Regions from separate parts of the Sus scrofa genome. Here region 2 is linked to region 1. Evidence: chromatin contacts called from public Hi-C data. All regions are on one chromosome and are shown on one strand. Each heading gives the region's core, a stretch centred on a gene start, on an enhancer-like site or on the middle of the called end of the contact. The rest is flanking DNA. Distances are from core to core; before and after follow the strand shown. Region 1 overlaps UMAD1 (UBAP1-MVB12-associated (UMA)-domain containing protein 1). Region 2 has its middle 140 kb from the start of GLCCI1.

The links. A called contact is a pair of places that touch in the nucleus more often than the background predicts.
Region 2: a contact with region 1 is called in a Hi-C map of liver, with 4 times the contacts expected there. The contact joins two enhancer-like sites. A contact is called at or near these places in 3 of 47 Hi-C or Micro-C datasets (epiblast stem cells and liver).

Annotation. Positions count from the first base shown.
Region 1 is chr9:77,978,115-77,981,569 of Sscrofa11.1, reverse strand. The region is part of intron 2 of UMAD1 (UBAP1-MVB12-associated (UMA)-domain containing protein 1); the gene reads right to left. Among named protein-coding and RNA genes, the nearest start is that of UMAD1, 65 kb to the right of the region's middle. Within about 2 kb of position 1,914, at least 15 of the 83 cell types and tissues checked have an H3K27ac peak or open chromatin away from gene starts, as enhancers often do. A contact at or near this core is called in liver, where this site is marked.
Region 2 is chr9:78,355,374-78,358,882 of Sscrofa11.1, reverse strand. No RefSeq gene overlaps it. Among named protein-coding and RNA genes, the nearest start is that of GLCCI1, 140 kb to the right of the region's middle. Within about 2 kb of position 2,067, at least 8 of the 83 cell types and tissues checked have an H3K27ac peak or open chromatin away from gene starts, as enhancers often do. A contact at or near this core is called in liver, where this site is marked.

The sequences.
Region 1 (3,455 bases), core at 665-3,164:
TTTTATAAGGACACCAGCCATAGGATGAAGGCTCACTCTAATGAGTACAAGCTCCTTTTAACTTGATTACATCTGCAGAGACTCTATTGCCAAATAAGGTTACATTCATAGGCACTGCTGGTTAGATTTAAAACATATCTTTTGGGGGGAAACAAGTCAAGCTACAACACATGCTAACCACTCATTCCTCCAGAGAGTTTCAATGTTACATTTCTCTAAATTCAGAGTACTAGAAGGCAGGATACCTGCATCCAATCCATGCATTCACTTCATGGAAGGTTTTTAGTTCTTCAATAAAATGCCCTTTAGTCACAGTAAAAGTTTAAATGAAAACATATGAAAGGAGTTCCCGTCGTGGCGCAGTGGTTAACGAATCCGACTAGGAACCATGAGGTTGCGGGTTCGGTCCCTGCCCTTGCTCAGTGGGTTAATGATCCGGCGTTGCCGTGAGCTGTGGTGTAGGTTGCAGACATGGCTCGGATCCCGGGTTGCTGTGGCTCTGGCGTAGGCCAGCGGCTACAGCTCCGATTGGACCCCTAGCCTGGGAACCTCCATATGCCGCGGGAGCGGCCCAAGAAATAGCAACAACAGCAACAACAAAAGACAAAAAGACAAAAAAAAAAAAAAATATGAAAAATATTAAGAGCTTCTACAATATCACGATTGAACACAATCATCGTGGTTTTTTTCAAAAGCCTTTTTATAATAACCAGGAGAAAAGTCTGTTTCTCCTGATTAACAATGAAATATTTTCTTTTGTTTGCAAATTAGGAAGCTTAAGTAGTCTATACTGTGGTAGTCCACTTATACCTAGTAGTCTATATTACCAGGAGTGGTATACTGGAGTGGCCTGGGCAGTGTTTCTCAAATTTTGGTGTGTGTCAAAATCAGAGGAAGGAAGGGGTATGGAGGGAGATGAATAAAATCCCATGTGCCTGGGACCCACTCCAAACCAAAAGAATCAAAACTGATGAGGATGCAGCCAAGGCATATACACTTGTGACGAACACCCAAAGCAAATCTGATGAACGCTGTTTGAGTACCACCAGGTTGGGTTTTTTTCCACTCTCTTTATTCTCAGAGGCATACAATTTGCAAGTTCTATTTGAATGGTCTTGTGGAGTTCGTGTTCTTTACTACAAGCTCTATCATATTTTTATACTTAAATTTAGCAAGCAATTTCTAGGCATTCTACTCTTGAACTACTCACTTGAACTAAACTTGTCACTATACTTTAGGTCTGGCAGCACTTTTTTCCAAAGGCGACATACATTCTCAAACAGATGGCTTTATTCATCCTCACCATGTCCCTCTGTGGTACACTGGAAGAAGAAACTATTTTTATTCCCTTTAAAGATGAAAAACAAAAGCTCAAGTCCAAGTCAAACTGAGTATTTATTAAACACCTTTGGTAATCAAGACATTGTTAAATATCACCTCATCAGGACAGGCCAAGGAGCTAAGGAGGTGCATGCCTGAATACGGAAAGGTCAGTATAGCACTGAAGCATTTCCTAGCCCACCGATCACCACCTCCTATTTGTACAGAATTAAACAGTCTGGAGAGCTTAATTATTTTAATTGATCAGTACAAGCACTCATGAACAATTCTGAATAAGAGCTTCAAGTTCAAGTACTTTCTTCTTTCTACATTATTTTTCTCATCTTCCTATCATACATAAAAATTAACTAAGACCTCTCCAATTTAACATTATAAGGTACTATAAAGTATCATAGTCACTGAAGTTAAAAAAATAAACATATATATATATATATACACATTGGTTTCCATAGCCTTCTATAGTTGAAACTATGGCGGGAAAAAAATCTATGGTTGGTTTGAAGTCTTTTGTTAACTCCCTTGAGAGACTCAACTGTTGACTGTGGTTAGAATACATTCAAAAGTCTAATCAGATTGCATCATCACCATCACCTGCTCAGAGGCGAGTTGAAGGAACATGTGCTTGTGAGGCTGAGGCTGGCTTATTGTGCAACACTCTCATGTGGGCTTGCCAGAGAGATTAGTCACCATTTTGCAGCTGGTTTCAAATTCAGTTGCTGCGATACAAGTGCAGATGCAATGGCTTACCCTAATTATATTGCTCCAGTTTAATCTTTCCATTTGTGGCATACATACTATCTGCTGGATCGAATTCAAGACTCTGAAAATTGGTTTCAAACAGAAGAGACTTCAAAATCACACATTTGTGACCCTCCCCTACAGCTTGCTAATCACATTTCATCACCGGATCTCTTGGGTCTTCTGAATCCATCTCAAAGGTGTTTTTAGCTCTCTCAGCCATCACTGGATCTTAACAAAAGGCCGGAGCAAACTGTTCTTAAAAAAACATTTTTTAAATAAAAGCTATGTCACCTCCAAAGATACTTTTTGGCATGTAACTTTTTTTCCCCATTTTCTCCCTGCTTGGAATTAAACAAACTAAAAAATCCTAAGGAAATTAATCTTAATCAGTGATTTGTAAACTTGATAGATGATCAAAATCACCCTAGAGGCCTTGGGAAAAAACATCATTACCCAGATTCATCAACCTACTGAGTCATAATTTAAAGACATTTCTTTTAAAATTAATGCATAAAATAAAGCATATGCCTATACTGCTTTTGAGAGTCAGAAAGAAAAGAACAGATTTCTGCTATTTCAGACGAGTCCATTTGCTGCCTGCTACTGTCCACTCTCATAAATGCCTTGTGTCAAGAATAATATCTGTACATAGAAATGAGATAAATCAGAACTTTTAAAATAAAAAGAAAAAATAAAATCCTGGAATTATCAGATCCACAGAAGATAATCAGACAAGGGACTCCAAGAGGGTTTTTGGATTGGAACAATGATGATGAGGAATAAAACACCTATTTCCAAATAGTCTTAATTTCCTCACCATCTGCTTCAGTTTCTTGGATGCATATCGTTTTTCACCAAGATAACTTAAAAGTATGATTTTGAAGGTATACATTTAAACTTCAGACAATGCATTTCTATTCTCTTGTTTCTTAATCATTCATTCATTCCATGCTAGTGCTTTGAATAAAATGGTAAACAAGAAAATACAACCCATGCCCACACCATTTGTCCTATTACCACATAGGACCATATAAAAAATTAAACTATTAAAATAGTTTTAGGATTAAAATAAAGTATATTAAAATAAAATGTAAGAAAGTCACATCGATATATTTCAAAATACCATTAGGGATAAAGATAACACATTCAAGTTACAGGGGATACATTATTTAGAAAAATTGCTCCTAAGTTCCACAATATTTCTCCTCCCCAAATAATGTCATGAATGATGCCAGCTTTACTTTATTATTTGATCTAAAATTTATAACATATTATAAAAAATATGAAGTTACTAATAAATGTTCTGCTACAACAGGTTAATCAACAGCTGAAGTAATGAAGCAATGTTAATTCTAAAAATTTTATTTCCCCAA
Region 2 (3,509 bases), core at 818-3,317, 380 kb before region 1:
TTATTTAATAGTGTTGTACCAACATTAAATTCTTAATTTTGACAACTGTCCTGTAACTACGTAAGGTGTTAACATTAGGGGAAACTGGGTAAGGAACTTTGTACTATCGCTGCAATGTTTCTGTCAATCTAAAAGTATTCCAAAATAAAAAGGTTTTTTGTTTGCTTTTTTTAAAGGCTATATATTGTGAGGTTCCATTTGTATGCCTTTTTGGAAAAGGCACATCTACAAGGACGCATGTCAGATTAGTAGTTGCAAGGAGCTCAGGTTCAAGAGGGAATGACTCCAAAGGGCATAAGAACATTTTGGAAGGTGTTGAAATTCTTCTGTAAATTGAGTTGGTGGTTACATGACTGTACGCATTTGCAATTACATAGACAACTAAAACACTTGAATTTTATTATATGTAAATTACACCTCAGTAAGTATGGCCTTTTAAAGAAAAGAAAGAAGAAAAGAAATTGGAGTCTGGATCCTCCATGAAGGGAAGCTGTACTACAGGGTAGCAGAGCCCTGAGGAAATGTCAGAGGAAGCAGAAAGACCCAGACTGAATCTGGGCTGCAGATTCAGAAGTCTGATCAGCTTGAAGCTCCAAAGAAGATAACTCTGTCCACAGTGGCTTCCTCACGGGTAAGACTCTCCCTCGCATGTCTACCAGCCTCCATCGGTGGGTGAGTCAGGAAAGGCCAGATTATGCTTCAACAGCAGTCACCGTAAGATCTGAATGGTTTATAATAAGGAAGTTTTCATTTTTTCTCAATTATGCTCTGTTTCCAATCTGGTGTGAGGGGCTCTGCTCCACAAACCCTCAGGGTCTCAAGTTGAGGAAGTGTCACCAGCCTATAGCTGACCAGGTAAAACCTGAGCTACTCAGCCACCTCAGCAAGGAAAGGTCGAGCTGGAGCATCATGCACTGACTATGCCATGCTTCATCCAAACAATGGCATGCTTCTCTGCCCTCCACAGCGATTGGCAGGAAAGATGGAGTATTTCATGAGTATGGCTATTTCTGCCTTAAAAAGTCTCTTGGTCTTTAAAATTAACTTTGAAAGACTTCCAACAATAGTCTAGTTTATTCAAAGGAGAAAATATATGCGTATTAAAGAAAGAGGTTTTTTGGGTTGCCTTGTTTTCTTTTCAGGAGACAAAGGTCCTATAATACTGGTGGTTCTGTCTTCTTACAGGCAATTTAAAAAGTTCCAGGGGAATGAACTGACAAAAACCAACATTCAAACTGTCACACCCATGTCCCCTTTCTAAGCAGTCCTGGCTCCCATTCTGCTAGGAGAGATACGGTCTTAGGCTGATAAGTTACACTCTGAACTACAGAACCTCTCAGTGTCCACTGACTAGCTCAGGAAGTCAATGTGGCAGGCCAGGTAGAATGACTTTTCACCCAGACAAGATGTGTAGTTCATCAGCTTCTCTCTCCTTTGATTCTGAACTGGTGATGGTATGAAACAAATGTGTCACTTATAAAAGAGTAGACACCGAAACTAACAGAGCCAGGCACAGTTACTCTAAGGCATCGGGGACTTGTAATCAGAAACTGAGCCCCCAGAAGCAAAGAGGTATAGACCAGATAGGGGGTGAAGGAGGGGAGAGGGCAGGTGCTGGCCACACCACGAAGACAGCCCAGATTGCTCCAGTGCTCTCAGCTAAACTTCTTTCCTCTGAAAATAGGATCTTTGGTCTTAATACAGAATATCCACCTATGTCCTGCCTTCTGAGAATTGATCGGTAGGAGACTAACCTGAGTGCCCTATTGCTCACAAAATACCCAGTGCAGGCTCTAGATTTCCCAAGAGGGGCCATGGCCGTGGAGCATGCTGTCCTGCAGAAGAACGTGATTAACCTCGACGGAATTCTGGGGCCCCTCAGATTCTCCATCAAATCTCTTCTTTCTCCATTGCTCCTATTGCCTGACACTCTAGTGGCACTTACAGTGTGTCTAACTGCATTGTGACACTGCTCCTCCCACAGCTAGGATAACCCCGCCCCACCCCCACCACCCCTGCCCCAGTGAAAACAACAATCTCAGTGTTAGATAACTGCTGGCTTTGGCATTAGGCTTGTGACTTCATCCCTTGGCCCCTCAGAAACTTCTAAAACCTGACAGAGGCCACCTCTGCCAGCCAGGAAAGAGGCCATTGATTTCCAAATTGCCTCATCGGGAAAGGTTGGATTATATAGCAGCTTTCCAGGGCTTCCTTCTCCAGCTATTTCCCAGGGAGCATTTCTATTGATTTTGATCCATGGTATCTCCTTGCTGCTATTTCTGGCCCTGAGCTGTGGTGCCCAAGGGTCCATCTAACATTTAGAGCATCACCCACTATGCCCCTGTCCTCAGCACAGACAGAAAGCTTTCTCAGGACACGGCGCTGGAGAGATCAACGCCCACGTTTCCACTCTCTTCCAGCAGCTCATCACTACTTCTGACGGCTGGGTTCTAAATACTTTCTGCCCTGTTATCAGGTCTATTCTGGACCAGGGATTTATGGATCTTTTAGGATCAAGAGTTCTGTACCTCCTCTGAGATCCTATGTATTTTTGTGTGGGTGAAAAGGCACCTCAGTGGATTTTTTTTCCCCCCTGAGGAAATAGTCTAGCGGTCTCATAAATTCTCAAAGGGATCAAGGAACAATAAAGTCAGAAGGCTCCAGCATGACTGGAACTTCTTATGAGCCCTGAAAGCCCCCATAATCCATTTCTCAGCAAGTAGGAGTCTCCTCTAGCTGCCTTTCCCTGCAGGGATGTCACAGCCATTCTCTCCCCTTCCTCTCTCCTTGCCCTGAATGGCTGAGTTGGCCACACATGGGCTCAGTAGTCAAACTAAGGGGTATTTTTATCCTGCCAACAGGGGCTGGCATCCTGGGTGAGCGGTGACTTTGGGCCCAGCTGGAAAGGAAGAAACTAAACAAATCTTGACAGCACACAAGCTCTGGCTCTCTCTCCCCACAGCCTGCCACCCATCTGTTTGCTGCCCTCAGAACCAGCCCCGGGGGCACCCTTGCCTCTTTCTCTTGGGCTTCAATGGTGAGTCTGTAGTGAGGGAAGCCCAGGGCCAAGCAGGCTTTTCTGCTCTAGAAACCAGATCTAGGGTTAAAGAAGAAGCACCTGGAGAGGAGCCAGGGGTGGGCCCAGGCTGAAGCCGGAAGTGTCCTGGTCTCCCGGCCTTGTTTCCGGGGGTGGGCAGGGCAAGGAGGGCCGTGAGCTGGGAAGATGAGGAGGTTTGTAGGAGGACAAGTTCGGAGATGCGCTCTTGGGCCTCTTGCCCGAGGACCCAGGTTGGTGGGAGCCTCAAAGACCACCCGGCAGAGAAGAGGACTGGGGCAAACGCCAGGCAGTGGACAGCAGAGGAGGAGGTAGGTCCCTGCAGTGAAGCTCCGTGAGGACATTAGAGGCAGAGATATTAGGCTCATGTAACCATGTTTATAGCTTTACTGCCTTCACTCTTTCTGACCCTACACGGACTATGGAAAATAGAAACTCACTGTGGGAAAATAAA